Linked DNA regions of Hordeum vulgare: region 2 is linked to region 1. The links are chromatin contacts, called in public Hi-C maps. All regions are on one chromosome and are shown on one strand. The core of a region is the stretch at or near the end of the contact, and the rest is flanking DNA. Distances in the headings are between cores, read along the strand shown. Region 1 holds the start of LOC123413593 (heterogeneous nuclear ribonucleoprotein 1-like). Region 2 holds the start of LOC123413320 (phospholipid-transporting ATPase 6-like).

The links. Hi-C and Micro-C count contacts between places; a contact is called where the count stands out from the background.
Region 2: a Hi-C map of seedling shows a contact between it and region 1, with 2.4 times the contacts expected there. The contact joins the promoter of LOC123413320 here to the promoter of LOC123413593 in region 1. A contact is called at or near these places in 3 of 6 Hi-C or Micro-C datasets (leaf and seedling) and 1 of 1 datasets of contacts at active chromatin or transcription factors (embryo).

What each region holds. Positions count from the first base shown.
Region 1 is chr7H:508,123,187-508,130,904 of MorexV3_pseudomolecules_assembly, reverse strand. It overlaps LOC123413593 (heterogeneous nuclear ribonucleoprotein 1-like), which reads left to right and starts at 3,652. Exons shown (of 6, transcript XM_045106529.1): 1 at 3,652-4,124; 2 at 4,218-4,258. The coding sequence starts at 3,898.
Region 2 is chr7H:508,297,674-508,304,953 of MorexV3_pseudomolecules_assembly, reverse strand. It overlaps LOC123413320 (phospholipid-transporting ATPase 6-like), which reads left to right and starts at 4,172. Exons shown (of 11, transcript XM_045106260.1): 1 at 4,172-4,407; 2 at 4,784-6,721; 3 at 6,839-6,949; 4 at 7,278-7,280. The coding sequence starts at 4,917.

The DNA of each region.
Region 1 (7,718 bases), core at 2,403-4,902:
ATAATCTCGCAAAGCATGTACTTAAGTTAAGGGTTGCCCGACATGTGTGGTTATGCCAACCTGGTAACCTTGATTTTGTTCGTGTAAACATTATGACGACATCTTAATAAAGCTTTGTGAGTCTCCATAAATAAATAAATTAAACCATAAGTAATAAAAAATATGTTCCAATACTTTTGTGTGATCAATATTATTTAAATAAAAACATTGAAATATATACCATGTATTTATGAGTTCATACAGACATTTAAATTGTATATTATATACAATGTTTAATGAATACAATAAAAAGTATAAACTCATGGCTTATATTGACATCCTAACAACAGTTTAAAATTAAAATTATGATTTTTTTAGTTATACAAAAATCAAACTATATGAATGTGATTATAATTATTAAAATGTTTGTATAACTAAAATAGTATTTTTAAATGTAATTCTAGAATAAATTTTAATTACTAATCATGATTTAATTATATAAAATTTATAGAACACAACATTTAAACATAATTTTATTAGTTTTTTAGAAAATTTATAAATATATATTTAGAAAATAGCTCGTGCAAAATGGACCGCAATACCTGCAGCCCATTTAAACTTCAGATGCGTATCAGTTAAATACACTCTGCACAAAAAAAATAATTTGTAACTTAGATGAAAAAGAAAATAAATCTTTCTAAAAAAAGGTGCAAAAAGAAAATGTTACTAGAAAAAACGATACCTAGCTGTTATTCATCCATTAATGATAGTGTTAGTTGTGCAGTCTATTGGTTCGACACGGTTCTTTTGTGATGTTGTCACGTGTTCGAGTGCTAGCCACCTCCTTTTCCTGCTAATCTTACAGTATGGACTTTTTTGTAAAACGATATATTTTGGGGTGGTTTAAAAAAATTAGGGCACACCTCACTTTCCTAAGTTCAGGGACTGACAGTGGGACCCATGTGTCTAATTTGCGCATATTCCATGTACCAACGTGATTGACACTGTATTTATACATTCAGATCAAGTTTTTATATCATTTTGATGTACACCATAACTTCTTACACCAATACCCTTTACGCCAAGTTTTAACTCGAGTGGGTTTTCCTCGAGCGAACAATGGAGCGGTTTGGATTTGGGCAAGCTTGGATCAACATGATTATGAGATGCATTCAGAGTGTGCGCTTCTGTGTCAAATTGAATGGGATTTTTTCAAGGAACTTTTAGGCGTCGAGAGGGCTTAGGCAGGGTGATCCTCTCTCCCCATATCTGTTCCTGTTTTGCGTTGAAGGTTTTTCAACTTTGCTTCAACAGGCTCAAAGAGATAACCGCATAAATGGTGTAAGTTTTGGGAGCACTGGCCCCATATTACCCACCTCTTATTTGCTGATGACAGTGTGGTTTTCTTGGAAGGATCAGAGGGTAACTTGCAGGCGTTGAAGGATATACTGCATGCATACCAAGTGGCATCGGGGCAAAAGGTGAATCTACAAAAATCTTCAATCTTTTTCGGCAAAGGGTGTAGGGATGAGGACAAGGGTGCTCTGAAACAAGCTATTGGTATTGATTCTGAAGCGCTGAGCGAGAGATACTTGGGTCTACCAACCGTATTTGGAAGATCGAAGGATGTCTCCTTTCAGTACGTCAGAGAGAGCTCTAATAGTAAAGTGTCAGGGTGGAAGGGGCAAGGTTTGTCGAAGAAGGCAAGGGAAGTTCTAATAAAATCTGGGCTACAATCAACTCCAACCTTCACAATGATCTGTTTTCAACTCTCAAAGAAGATGTGCGGGAATTTGACTTCAATCTCTTCTAAGTTCTGGTGGGGTGCAGCTCAAGGGGAAAGGAAGGTGCATTGGATAGCTTGGGATAAAATGTGTTTGTCAAAGAGAGATGGAGGTATGGGGTTCCAAAATTTTGAAGCCTTCAATCAGGCTTTGCTGGCAAAGCAAGCGTGGCGACTTCTTCAATCCCCTTCATCGTTGGGTGCCCGGGTGCTCAAGGCTAGGTACTTCAAGGAGTGCTCGATCGTGAATGCTACATGCCCTAATGGTGCATCGTGCACTTTCAGGAGCATCATTCATGGGAGGGAACTGCTAAGAGAAGGAGTGGTTTGGCGTATTGGTGATGGGGCGGACATTAACATACACCATGAAAATTGGATTCCAAGGGCAGGGAGTTTAAAACCTCTAGGGCAGGTTTTCGTACATGGAATAACTCATGTCAGCGACTTACTAAGTGCCGATGGAACTGCTTGGGACCATGAAAAACTGCAGGCTATGTTCACAGCCGATGATGCATACGATATAAAGCAAATCACCATTGGTGGCCCGGGTAGCAGCGACCATTTAGCATGGAACTTCACCAAGTTGGGCTAGTGCAGCGTACGATCAGCTTATCGTCTCTGTATGACGCAAAAAGGACCAAATTCGGACGGCCGGAGTCCTCATCATCGGTTCATAAACATCAAAGCTGGCTTGCGCTCTGGAATACCAATGCTCCTGGGAAGGTAAAGATCCATATGTGGCGTTTGATAAAAAATGGGTTGGCTGTCGGTGCCGAGCTACACCGGAGGAAAATCAAACCATACATTTTTTGCACGGTCTGTGGCAGAGAAGAAACAAATTTGCATTGCTTCTGAGAGTATCCGCATTCAACCATGTTCTGGAAGGTGTTAAGCTCTGAGAAAGGGGTTCCGGTGGCGATCCCGTAGGTGTCTGAAGGATCCCATGGAGAGCTTGCCTCATGGCTGTTGCAGTGGTTTGCGGAGGCGGGGAGCTCGGAGCAGGAGCTTATGGTACATGCTGTGTATGGGCTATGGCTAGCAAGAAATGATGCTAGGGAAGGGAAAATAATTGTGGATCCTAGAGTGATTGCAGATAATGTATATCAGCACATCACAGAATGGACTGCCATTCATATGAAACAACCAAGGAGTACCAACCCAACACCGGTTGTGAGATGGAATCCGCTAGAGCAAGGGTGGCTCAAGGCAAATTCTGATGGAGCTTTGGCAAAGTTACGAGATCGTGGTGGCAGAGGAGTGGTCCTCCGAGACCATGATGGTGCGTACAGAGGGGGTGCATGCTATGTGTTTCGGGATGTCTCTGATTCCGAGGTGGTCAAGTTACTTGCTTGCCGTAAGGCGGTGCAACTGGCGATCCAATCGGAAGCTACCAGGGTGCATGTTGAAGTCGATAGCAAGGGAGTGGCAGCCATGGTGAACGAGCAGACAAAGAACTTGAGTGCGGCAGGCCCAATAGTTGAAGAAATCAAGCTGCTGGGAAAGACTCTCCAAGGTTTCAAAGTTTCGTGGGTTAGAAGGACAGGAACCAGTGTGCACATTTGTTAGTTCGAGAAGGTGTTACTAAGGAACTTTGCAGGTTTTGGCCTAACGAACCCCATGGCTGCATTCTACATGTAATCTCTGATGAAATCCTGGTTGTGGGAGGTTAAATAAAGTTTGATAATGTTTTTTTTAAAAGAAAGCATCATCGCTGTAATCGACTCGAATCGAATCGAACACGATGCCATTCCGGGAAGCCACGGAAAAGCGAGAGCATAGCCCGGCACTTTTTTAGCGACGGCACGAATCGTGATGCGCCATCCGACGGTCCCAGCCAGCTCGGGCTCACACGGCACCGGGCTAAAATCCCCTCCCGACCGCTCCGCCGCCACCCCCCCTACCGTCCACCGCCCCTCATTCTCTCCACCAACCTCACTCGAGCTCTCGAAGCGGCGCAGCTAGGGTTAGCTCCGGCCACGAACCCCTAAACCCCACCACCCTCCCAACGCCATCGCCTACTCCTACCAGGCAATTCAGCCGCTGCGCCTCGCCGCCCGCTTCGATCCGGAGCTAGGGTTCCGCGGGTCTCCGAGCCCCGTTCGGGCGCCGTGGTGGTCGTGGTCTCTGGCGGTGGTATGGCAGGGTACGAGGAGGAGAACCAGGACGCCATGAACGGCTACGAGGAGGACGAGGAGGTGGAAGAGGAGGTCGAAGAGGAGGTAGAGGAGGAAGAGGAGGAGGAGAGGCCCACCGCCGATGGGGCGCGAGATGGAGGAGGTGGAGGGGAGGTCGTTGGTAGCGGAGAGGCCGGTGGCGTGCAAGGCGGCAGGGACGTGCCTGCCGAGCCCGCCGACGGGTCCGGGTGAGTCCGTTGCGCTTTTAGGTTTTTGGTTTGGTCTGTTGGACTGGATGAAGTTTGGTTAACTCGTTTGGTTTGGTCTGTGCTTCTCTACAGGAAAATTTTCGTTGGGGGTGTAGCCTGGGAGACAACCGAAGGTAGATAAGTAATTCCTGTAGGGTATTGCCAAGGATGGGGACGATTTTAGTTTTTAGACCTGTCATACAAAATGCCCCTGCTGTAAGTGACTTCATTACAAACATCCAAAAAGAGTTAAGAACAAAAAAGTAGTTAGGTGCATTAGATCAACATAAACAAACTTATTTTGCATTTACAAGACAAGAGCACCTCAACGTCATTTCATGGCTAGGCTTGATTGTCTGATGAACCTCATCACATGAAAATACAGTGTACTTCTGGATTGCTTATTTCTTCTGTTGTAAGAAGGTTATACATTGTTTTCAGCCGTATATTTTCAATGGGCAAGAACCAAAATTATAACTTAGTGATTTGTGGGCCAACCTAATCTCAGTGATCTTTTACTTCGCACATTGGTCAAGAAAAAGGGGACACAGAGCAAGAATATATGGCTACACATTTCTTGCTATTCTATCTAAAGCCAGTTTGGTGTCTGTTATTAACGATAAAATTCTCCATTCCTGCATGCCTGGCTAGCTTGCTTAGGTGGAACATGTATTTTCATGAATGGTGCCATCATGAAGAAATTAATTAATCTGAGGGAAACTTGCTTGAAAGTTGTGAGATACTGAGATCGGTTTGCTTAGATATCCCAAAAGCATTGAAATTCTGAACTTTGTGTTACAATGTTCACACAAACCTTTTGTTACATGGAGTGGAGGGAGTATATTTCAGGTCAAAATTTTATGCACATATAAAGAAACGAAAACAATAAACTTGGCTCTAAATAGTACTCCCTCCACTCCATATTGCCCAGCGTTTTAGTGTTTTAGCTCCAGCACGCATGATGATCAGGGCAAAGTGTAGATAAAATTGTGCTAGATGGATGCTTATACCCTCAAAACTCAAGAGTAATCTCTCTCTGTCTCTCTTTCTCCATAGCCTTTGGCCATAACTGGCACTGGTCTCTTTTCCCCTCACATGTCGCTCACTCCTATCCCTCCTGTTTCCCCATGCATGCATGTGTAATTGGCTTCCAGTATGGGAAGGGGTGAAATAGGTAATCCGGTTGCGAGAGAAACACAATATGTTCTGTAGTTAAAAAAAAACCCGAAACCAATTTATGCTATGTATTGAGGAACAGAGGGAGCAAATGAACAGTTTTAGCTACTATTTATAGCCGACCTTTTCCTTTTAGTTTCTCTATATGTATGGATTGAGTGTGGATCTGAGATTTTGTTTCATGTTAGATGCATCTTTTATGAATGCTGTATTAAATTCACAAAATTTTAACGGCTATGAATGATAATATTGGTAATTGACTAATTGTAATTGGGGGGTGTTTGGACTGCTATATGTGCTGACTCCTGTTTAGGAAGCTGAAATTCTTTTGTCAAGTTAAATTAGGAAATTGTGATCCATAACGAGTTGATTTGGGTAGGGTAAAGTTCGGAACGTTGGGGATAGGGGAAAGGTAACTTACTTCCAAGTCAGGATGGGAATGGGCCGACCCGGCCCTGGCCTTGGACCTGGCCCTCATGGCCTCAAGGCCAATTTATGAGGCCGCGGGGCGACCCATTTCTTATAAATGCCCATGGCTTTGCTGGCCTGATGGGTATCTCGGGTCGGCCCTGCTTCCTCGCTGGGCACCCCTTGGAGCTGCTGCAGCGGTAGTAACCCCTCGGGTACGGCGACCCCTTGATGGGCTTCTGCCCGTACTTCCTCCACGCTCACAGGTCCGACGGCACCACCTCGCAGCTCGTGCTATGCCGGCCGCTCGCCCCGGCGTCGTCGTCGTCGTCGGGATGCACACCACCATCTTCGATTGGCTCTTCCTGCACGCACGCACGCAACATCGAGTATGGCATGTTTTGACACGTAGTAGTGCCCATCGGTTCGTGTGGAAGCTAGATCAGACAGGTGAGAATATGTTAACCTTGGCTTCATCGCAGGAGGCACACGAGGGTGATGGACGATCGACATGTGCTGCATGTGCTCGCCTATCTCCAGCGGCGGCTCGACCACCATCTCACCTTCCCTCTCGATGCCCGACCGACGAATCATCCCGGCCAGTGGCACTGGATGCGGCCGTGTATATGTCGTCGCCGGCGGTGAATGCAGCGAGATCACGTGATGATCAGATGAGGGAAGCCTAGTATTGCCGCCCACCATCATGGCCACCATTCCCAGCTGCTCATCGCCATGCCCATGGCTGACGAGCAGACCGCCTCCACCAATTCCTCCTTCCAGCAACAGCGAGCTGTACTCCTCCCCCTCATGTCTGCAGCCGGGGTTGGCAGCTGATGAGGCAGGTGCAGGCTTGCCCTGACGACATCGGAGAGGTCTCCTTGCTCGCCCGGCGACAACCAAAACAGGTCGCACGTGATCGACGGCCGCCGATGTCGATCGGTGTTGATTCACTGGTGCAGGTTATGATCGATCAGCCCGCAAAGCGCAGCGCCGTGATCTACCATGCATGCAGATCATCTATATCTACTCTCAGAGGGAGGAGTCAGCCGATCGAGCGAGCACTTGTTGTATATATGTGCTAGCTACACATGTAGTGGTACAAATGAGGGGAAACTGGAAACCCGGGGCTGACTTTTAACACTAGCTAGGGAAGGAAAAGTGGCAGCAAAGCAAGAACCTGCACGGAGGTGGGTCGACCCTGCTGACCCATGGGGTCAGTCGGTGCCGGCTCCGCTGACCCCAACTATGGTTCGAGGCCGACCCACACAACCCATTGGCCTCGATTTTTTGGGCCGGGTCAGTGACCCGGCGGGACGGCACGGCCCATTCCCGTCCTGACTTCCAAGCTACAATTATGTAGAAAATTCTGTAGTGTATGTTTCCATGATAATGTTTGTCTGCGTTCATGTTTTAAGGTTAGCATGGTTTATTCATACCTTGCTGTTGTTTGAGTCCAACAAAGGCTTCTCATGTATATCACTTTCAGAATTTTAGTGGTTGTGCCGGTTAATACTGTGTTGTTATTTGAGTCTAGCAACTGTTTCTCATGTATCTCACTCAGTGCTGTTTAATTTATTTACTTTGGCAGAGGATAAAGGAGTATTATAGTTTCGATGTCACAGTGATCAGTTTGCAGTCTGATAAAGGGTGCTACTTGTTCATTAATGATACTTTGAGTCCGTTCTCTAGCCGTCTGTGAATTTGTTTGCAACTCCTTTGTTTGTTAACTTTTGACCGGTGGAGCTTACCAGTTTTATAGGAGAAAACTACTGATACAACTTTAGACCGTTGGAGCTTACCTACGAAGCACCAATACGGATACGAGTATCAGTATCAGTATCAGGCCGATACTGATACTTAAATTCGCCATTTTGAAAAAGTGCCAATACGGGGGACATGTTTTACAATTTTTTAAATTCAAAAAATAAAGTATGGAAGTTAGGAACACTGTCTTCTTCAGCAAGCGAGCAGAAACTCTTCTAAGCGCATTCAGAATGTCAACTGTGAGCT
Region 2 (7,280 bases), core at 2,923-5,422, 170 kb before region 1:
TATTAACTATTACAACATGATCATCTCATACATCCAATATATCACATCACATCGTTGGCCATATCACATCACATCGTTGGCCATATCACATCACAAGCATACCCTGCAAAAACAAGTTAGACGTCCTCTAATTGTTGTTGCATGTTTTACGTGGTGACCATGGGTATCTAGTAGGATCGCATCTTACTTACGCAAACACCACAACGGAGATATATGAATTGCTATTTAACCTCATCCAAGGACCTCCTCGGTCAAATCCGATTCAACTAAAGTTGGAGAAACCGACACTCGCCGGTTCTCTTTGAGCAATGGAGTTACTCGTAGCGATGAAACCAGTCTCTCGTAAGCGTACGAGTAATGTCGGTCCGAGCCGCTTCGATCCAACAATACCGCGGAATCAAGAAAAGACTAAGGAGGGCAGCAAAACGCACATCACCGCCCACAAAAACTTTTGTGTTCTACTCGAGATTACATCTACACATGAACCTAGCTCACGATGCCACTGTTGGGGAACGTCGCATGGGAAACAAAAAATTTCCTACGCGCACGAAGACCTATCATGGTGATGTCCATCTACGAGAGGGGATTTCCGATCTACGTACCCTTGTAGATCGCACAGCAGAAGCGTTAGTGAACGCGGTTGATGTAGTGGAACATCCTCACGTCCCTCGATCCGCCCCGCGAACCGTCCCACGAACCGTCCCACGATCTAGTGCCGAACGGACGGCACCTCCGCGTTCAGCACACGTACAGCTCGACGATGATCTCGGCCTTGTTGATCCAGCAAGAGAGATGGAGAGGTAGATGAGTTCTCCGGCAGCGTGACGCTGCTCCGGAGGTTGGTGGTGATCTAATCTCAGCAGGGCTCCGCCCGAGCTCCGCAGAAACGCGATCTAGAGGAAAAACCGTGGAGGTATGTGGTCGGGCTGCCGTGGCAAAAGTTGTCTCAAATCAGCCCTAAAACCCCACTGTATATAGGAGGGAGGGAGGGGAGGAGGCAGCCTCAAAACGTAAAGGTTTGGCCGAAATTGGAGGTGGAGGAGTCCTACTCCAATCCTACTTGGAGTAGGATTCCACCTTCCCACTTGAAAACTCTTTCCACCTTGTGTTTTTTCCTTCTCAAACCTTATGGGCCTTAGTGGGAACTTATTCCAGCCCACCAGGGGCTGGTTTATCTCTTCCCATAGCCCATGAGACCCCTTGGGGCGTGACACCCCTCCTGTTGGTCCCCGGCACCCCTCCCGGCACTCCCAGTACACTACCGATGAGCCCGAAACCTTTTCGGTAATGCACGAAAACCTTCCGGTAACCAAATGAGGTCATCCTATATATCAATCTTCATTTTCGGACCATTCCGGAAACCCTCGTGATGTCCGTGATCTCATCCGGGACTCCAAAAAACATTCGGTAACCAACCATATAACTCAAATACGCATAAAACAACGTCGAACCTTAAGTGTGCAGACCCTGCGGGTTCGAGAACTATGTAGACATGACCCAAGTGACTCCTCGGTCAATATCCAATAGCGGGACCTGGATGCCCATATTGGATCCTACATATTCTACGAAGATCTTATCGTTTGAACCTTAGTGCCAAGGATTCATATAATCCCGTATGTCATTCCCTTTGTCCTTCGGTATGTTACTTTGCCCGAGATTCGATCGTCAGTATCCGCATACCTATTTCAATCTCGTTTACCGGCAAGTCTCTTTACTCGTTCCGTAATACAAGATCCCGCAACTTACACTAAGTCACATTGCTTGCAAGGCTTGTGTGTGATGTTGTATTACCGAGTGGGCCCCGAGATACCTCTCCGTCACACGGAGTGACAAATCCCAGTCTCGATCCATACTAACTCAACGAACACCTTCAGAGATACCTGTAGAGTATCTTTATAGTCACCCAGTTACGTTGCGACATTTGATACACACAAAGCATTCCTCCGGTGTTAGTGAGTTATATGATCTCATGCTCATAGGAACAAATACTTGACACGCAGAAAACAGTAGCAACAAAATGACACGATCAACATGCTACGTCTATTAGTTTGGGTCTAGTCCATCACATGATTCTCCTAATGATGTGATCCCGTTATCAAGTGACAACACTTGCCTATGGTCAGAAAACCTTGACCATCTTTGATCAACGAGCTAGTCAACTAGAGGCTTACTAGGGACAGTGTTTTGTCTATGTATCCACACATGCACTGTGTTTCCAATCAATACAATTATAGCATGGATAATAAACGATTATCATGAACAAAGAAATATAATAATAACTAATTTATTATTGCCTCTAGGGCATATTTCCAACAGTCCGTTGATTTGAGTTTACACTTTGGGTGGGGCTCGCAACTTAATACCGGAGAGATGTTCTGGATAGATATCTCAAGGTGGATGATTAGTAAGTAGATGCTGATGTCTTGGCGTACTGCCCATTACTATTGAACCTCTAACTATCAAGTAGCATAGTTAGCATTGCGGTGCGATCATAATTCTGTCAATTGCACAACTGTGATTTGTTTACCCAAGCATAGTTGTTTATCCTCTTTTGGGAGAGAGACATCACTAGTGAACATCATGTGACTCCGGTCCATATCATCATCATTGTTTACTCCTCCATCATTTATCACTTTCATTTACTTTTCCGTTGCAGTCACTATTGCTTTCGCTCTTGTGTTTTGATCCTTTGCAAACTACAAGTCCGGAGAGGTTGACAACCTCTCTGTACTCGTTGGGAGCAAAGTTATTTGTTGTGTGTGCAGGTCCACGTCTTCTGCTGACTAGGACAGGAGACCTACTTGTTGAGCCTAGGAGTCCTCCTGGTTCGATAAACCTTACAGTCTCCGTATAAGGAAAATCTGCTGCTGACTACATCTCAACCTTCCATTTGGGGTAACCAACGAGGGGTGAGAAGTATATCCATCAACTCGTCATCAGTTACACCGAAGTGGAAACCTTTGGAAGATGCCTTCGGGTCCCGCGTACGTCTTGATCCCCTTTGCACCAAAGGGGGGCTGCTCTGCTCTGCCATCTGTGGTTTGTCTGTCATTCTTCTGCGTCGCCCTTGACTCCTGAGGCTGGGCCTTGCCTCGAAATGTCCGCTGCTCCGGAGGGGTCCTGAGGAGCCCCCCTGCGGGTCTCGGTGCCGTTCCTCCTCGTGAGGTCTGGCCCCTCACGAGGACCTTGTCGAGCCTGCTGATGCTTGGTCGATGGAGTGGGCCAGTCCTGGACCGTAGACAGACGAGTCTGGGTACCCCCGTTTCCAAAACGCCGACAGGGCTCGCCACCGCGGCGGCAGGGGCCGGCGACAGCGGCGGCAACGGAGCAGAGGAAGGCCGAGCCCGGCGGCGTTGGGATCCCCCCTGGACGCTTCGGAGGAGGCGACGCGTGAGCATTTCTATTTTTTTCATATAAAATACTATTTTTTTTTCATATAAGGTGCGCTGTTACCAGGTTCTTCTTTGTATTTTCACATACAATGCAGCATAGTATAGAGATGGCAACCAAAACACGTCCTGCGTGTCCCGTAAGTAGCAATCAGATAAGATCTGCAGATGGCCCTGACATGTACCTGCCCCAAATCTCTTCACTCCCTCGTGTGTATGCAGCAGTAGTATTATTACTCCTCTGTTTATATCCCGTAACGTACGTACCCAGTGGGATGCCAGCAGTCCAGCACTTCTTTCGTGTGTCCCGTTCTCTACGGACCTACACCTGTCTGCCGCTGTCGCCTCCTCTCCCACTCCACCAGCCAACATCACGACGACCCCGACGTGCCATGCCATGAGTACATCACAGATGGTGCTCTCTCCTCACCAGCAACGAGTTGACAAAAAGCCACGCCCAGTCTGGCCCTGGCGTATCCTGCCGTACTCAACGGATTCAAAATGACCACTCGCGATCTTCTTAATCAAGCGATCGAAACACCAATCAATCAACCAAAATAATAAAGACGCAGCATAAAATGCTGGCGGAAGAGACCAAACCGGACCGAGCCTCCTCTCCCCGTGCGCCGGCGGGCCGGCCCGCCCCGCTGTCCCGCTCTACGGACTCTCGTCTCGAGAAGCGCAAGCCGCGGCCATGAATACGCCTCGCTCGCGAAATGGCGTATTTCGAAAGTTAATCGGAGGTTTAATTAGTAATCCATCTCTCACCGCTCCCATTCTTTCTCTCTCTCTCTCTCTCTCTCTCTCTAGTCGCCTCCCACCTCGTCCCCCTGTTGCGTCCCTCCCCTCCTGCCTTCTCGCTCCGCCCTCCAATCCTCTACACGCAGGCCAGGCCAGGCCAGCTCCCCCGCATCCCCGCCCGCCGCGCGAGAATCCCGAGGAGGGATCGGAGGAGGACGGCCGCCTGCCCCTCCGCCAGCCACCCGGACTCGCCGCCTTGCCGCTCCCTCCCTCCCAGGTGAGCGACGCCGACGCCCCTTCCCCTCGGCCCGAGCTCCGGCAGGGGCTGGGCGCTAATGCCTGCCCCCATGCTTCTTCCGCGTGCCGCGGTTTCTCCCCTCTCCTTCGCTTCCTAGTACGAGTTTCGGATTTCTCGCCGTGTTTTGCACGCGTTTTTTTTTACCCTCTCTGCGTTTCCTGTTGCTGTTCTTCCCTGACGGTGGATGAATTCGGTGGGTAATCATGCGTGGCACGGAATGCGGCTCGCCGGATTCCACGATTTTTTTTTTGGGTGCACGGATTTCCTCGTCGTGTTTTGGATTTTATTTATTTATTATTGATCTTAATTTGCTCGCGAGATCACGGCCTGATCCCTCACCCACCGCAATTCGCAGGTCGAATTCGCCCCGACGGCGTAGGAATCCCCGCAGGAATTCGGCCGAGATTTGATCGGGAGGAGACTCCAATGCGGGCCTCCGCGTAGCCGGAACCGGACCCCGCGCGTCGACAGGGCAGCAGGCCGCCGAGATGGCCCGTGCGCGGAAGCGCGACCGCCTGCGATGGAGCAAGCTCTACACCTTCTCCTGCTTCCGCCAACCCCAAACCGACGAGGCCGCCGGGCCCGCCGCCGTCAGCGGCAGCCCCGTCGGCGGCCCTGGCTTCTCGCGCATCGTGCACTGCAACAACTCCATCCTCCACCGCCGGAAGCCGCTCAAGTACCCCACCAACTACATCTCCACCACCAAGTATAACGTCCTCACCTTCCTCCCCAAGGCCATCTTCGAGCAGTTCCGCCGCGTCGCCAACCTCTACTTCCTCCTCACCGCCATCCTCTCGCTCACCCCGGTCTGCCCCTTCTCCCCCGTCAGCATGATCGCTCCCTTGGCCTTTGTTGTCGGGCTCAGTATGATCAAGGAGGCCCTGGAGGACTGGCGAAGGTTCATGCAGGACATGAAAGTGAACAACCGCAAGGTTAGCGCGCACAAGGGTGACGGTGAATTTGAGTTCCGACATTGGGAGGACCTTTGTGTTGGTGATGTGGTCAGGGTTGAGAAGGACCAGTTCTTCCCTGCTGATTTGTTGCTCTTGTCCTCGAGCTATGAGGATGGCATTTGCTACGTCGAGACAATGAACCTGGATGGCGAGACAAACCTGAAGCTCAAGAGGTCACTGGAGGTTACTCTGCCATTGGAAGAGGATGAAACGTTTAAGGATTTCCGGGGAGTGGTAAGGTGTGAAGACCCAAACGCGAGCTTGTACACATTCATTGGTAACCTGGAATATGAGAGGCAGATATATTCCCTTGATCCGTCTCAGATACTTCTCAGGGACTCAAAACTGAGGAACACAGCCTTCATATATGCAGTAGTCATTTTTACAGGGCACGACAGTAAGGTGATGCAGAATTCAACCGAGTCGCCATCAAAGAGGAGCAGGATTGAGAAGAAGATGGATTTGATCATATATATTTTGTTCACTGTTCTGGTTTTAATATCGCTCATTAGTTCGATTGGTTTTGCTGTGAGGATCAAGCTTGATCTGCCCAGATGGTGGTACTTGCAGCCTCAGAACTCCAACAAATTGGACGATCCAACACGCCCTGCTCTTTCTGGGATTTTCCATCTCATTACAGCACTCATTCTCTACGGGTATTTGATTCCGATCTCACTATATGTCTCTATTGAAGTTGTGAAGGTGGCACAAGCACATTTCATTAACCAGGACATTCATATGTTTGATGAGGAGACTGGCAATACTGCTCAGGCCCGTACGTCAAACTTGAATGAAGAGCTTGGCCAAGTTCATACGATTTTGTCAGATAAAACTGGCACTTTGACCTGTAATCAGATGGATTTCTTGAAGTGTTCAATTGCTGGGGTTTCTTATGGTGTGTGTGCGAGTGAAGTTGAAAGGGCTGCTGCAAAGCAGATGGCATCAGGCGCTGCTGACCAAGATATTCCCGTGGAAGATGTATGGGAGAGTAATGAGGATGAAATCCAGTTAGTGGAAGGAGTTACCTTCAGCGTGGGAAAGACCCAAAAAACCTCGATAAAAGGCTTTAGTTTTGAGGATGACCGTCTTATGCAAGGGCACTGGACCAAAGAACCAAATTCCAACATGATTCTTATGTTCTTCCGGATACTTGCTGTTTGTCACACTGCAATCCCCGAGGTGAATGAGGCAACAGGTGCTCTTACTTATGAAGCAGAATCACCTGACGAGGGGGCTTTTCTTGTGGCAGCCAGAGAATTTGGATTTGAATTTTTCAAGAGAACACAAGCGAGTGTCTTCCTCAAAGAGAAATACACTTCCTCTAATGGCACAACTGAGAGGTTGTATATGTATTTCAAATTGCTGTTATCCTTAGCCTTTCTATGTTCAACTCAGAGTATCTAGCTTTCTGATTGCTATTTATTCATGTATCTTCATCTTCGATTGGGATTTCTTAGGGAGTTCAAGATTCTCAATTTATTGGAGTTCAACAGCAAAAGAAAGCGAATGACGGTAATTATGAGGGATGAAGATAACCGTATTGTTCTTCTTTGCAAAGGAGCAGATACGTAAGATTCTATACCAAATATCTTTTGTTTTCTGATGCTTATTTTGTCAGTTATTACATCAACATGTGCTGTCATCTGTGTTACAGTCTGCTACTTTATTTATCATAGACTAAAAAGATGGAAAATAAAAAAATGCTGCCAAAAGAGTAGCGTGTACACACACTGCTACTTTGTTGATCATAAACTAAAAATATGAGAAATAAAGAAGTGCCACCAAAAGAGTAGCGTGTGGAAAAAATAAAAAGGGATTTCTGATTAAGTATTCTCCACATGGCTGCTCATGTTTTAGTCTGACTATCTTATGTTGTTTTTTGTTCCAACCGAGCAGCAT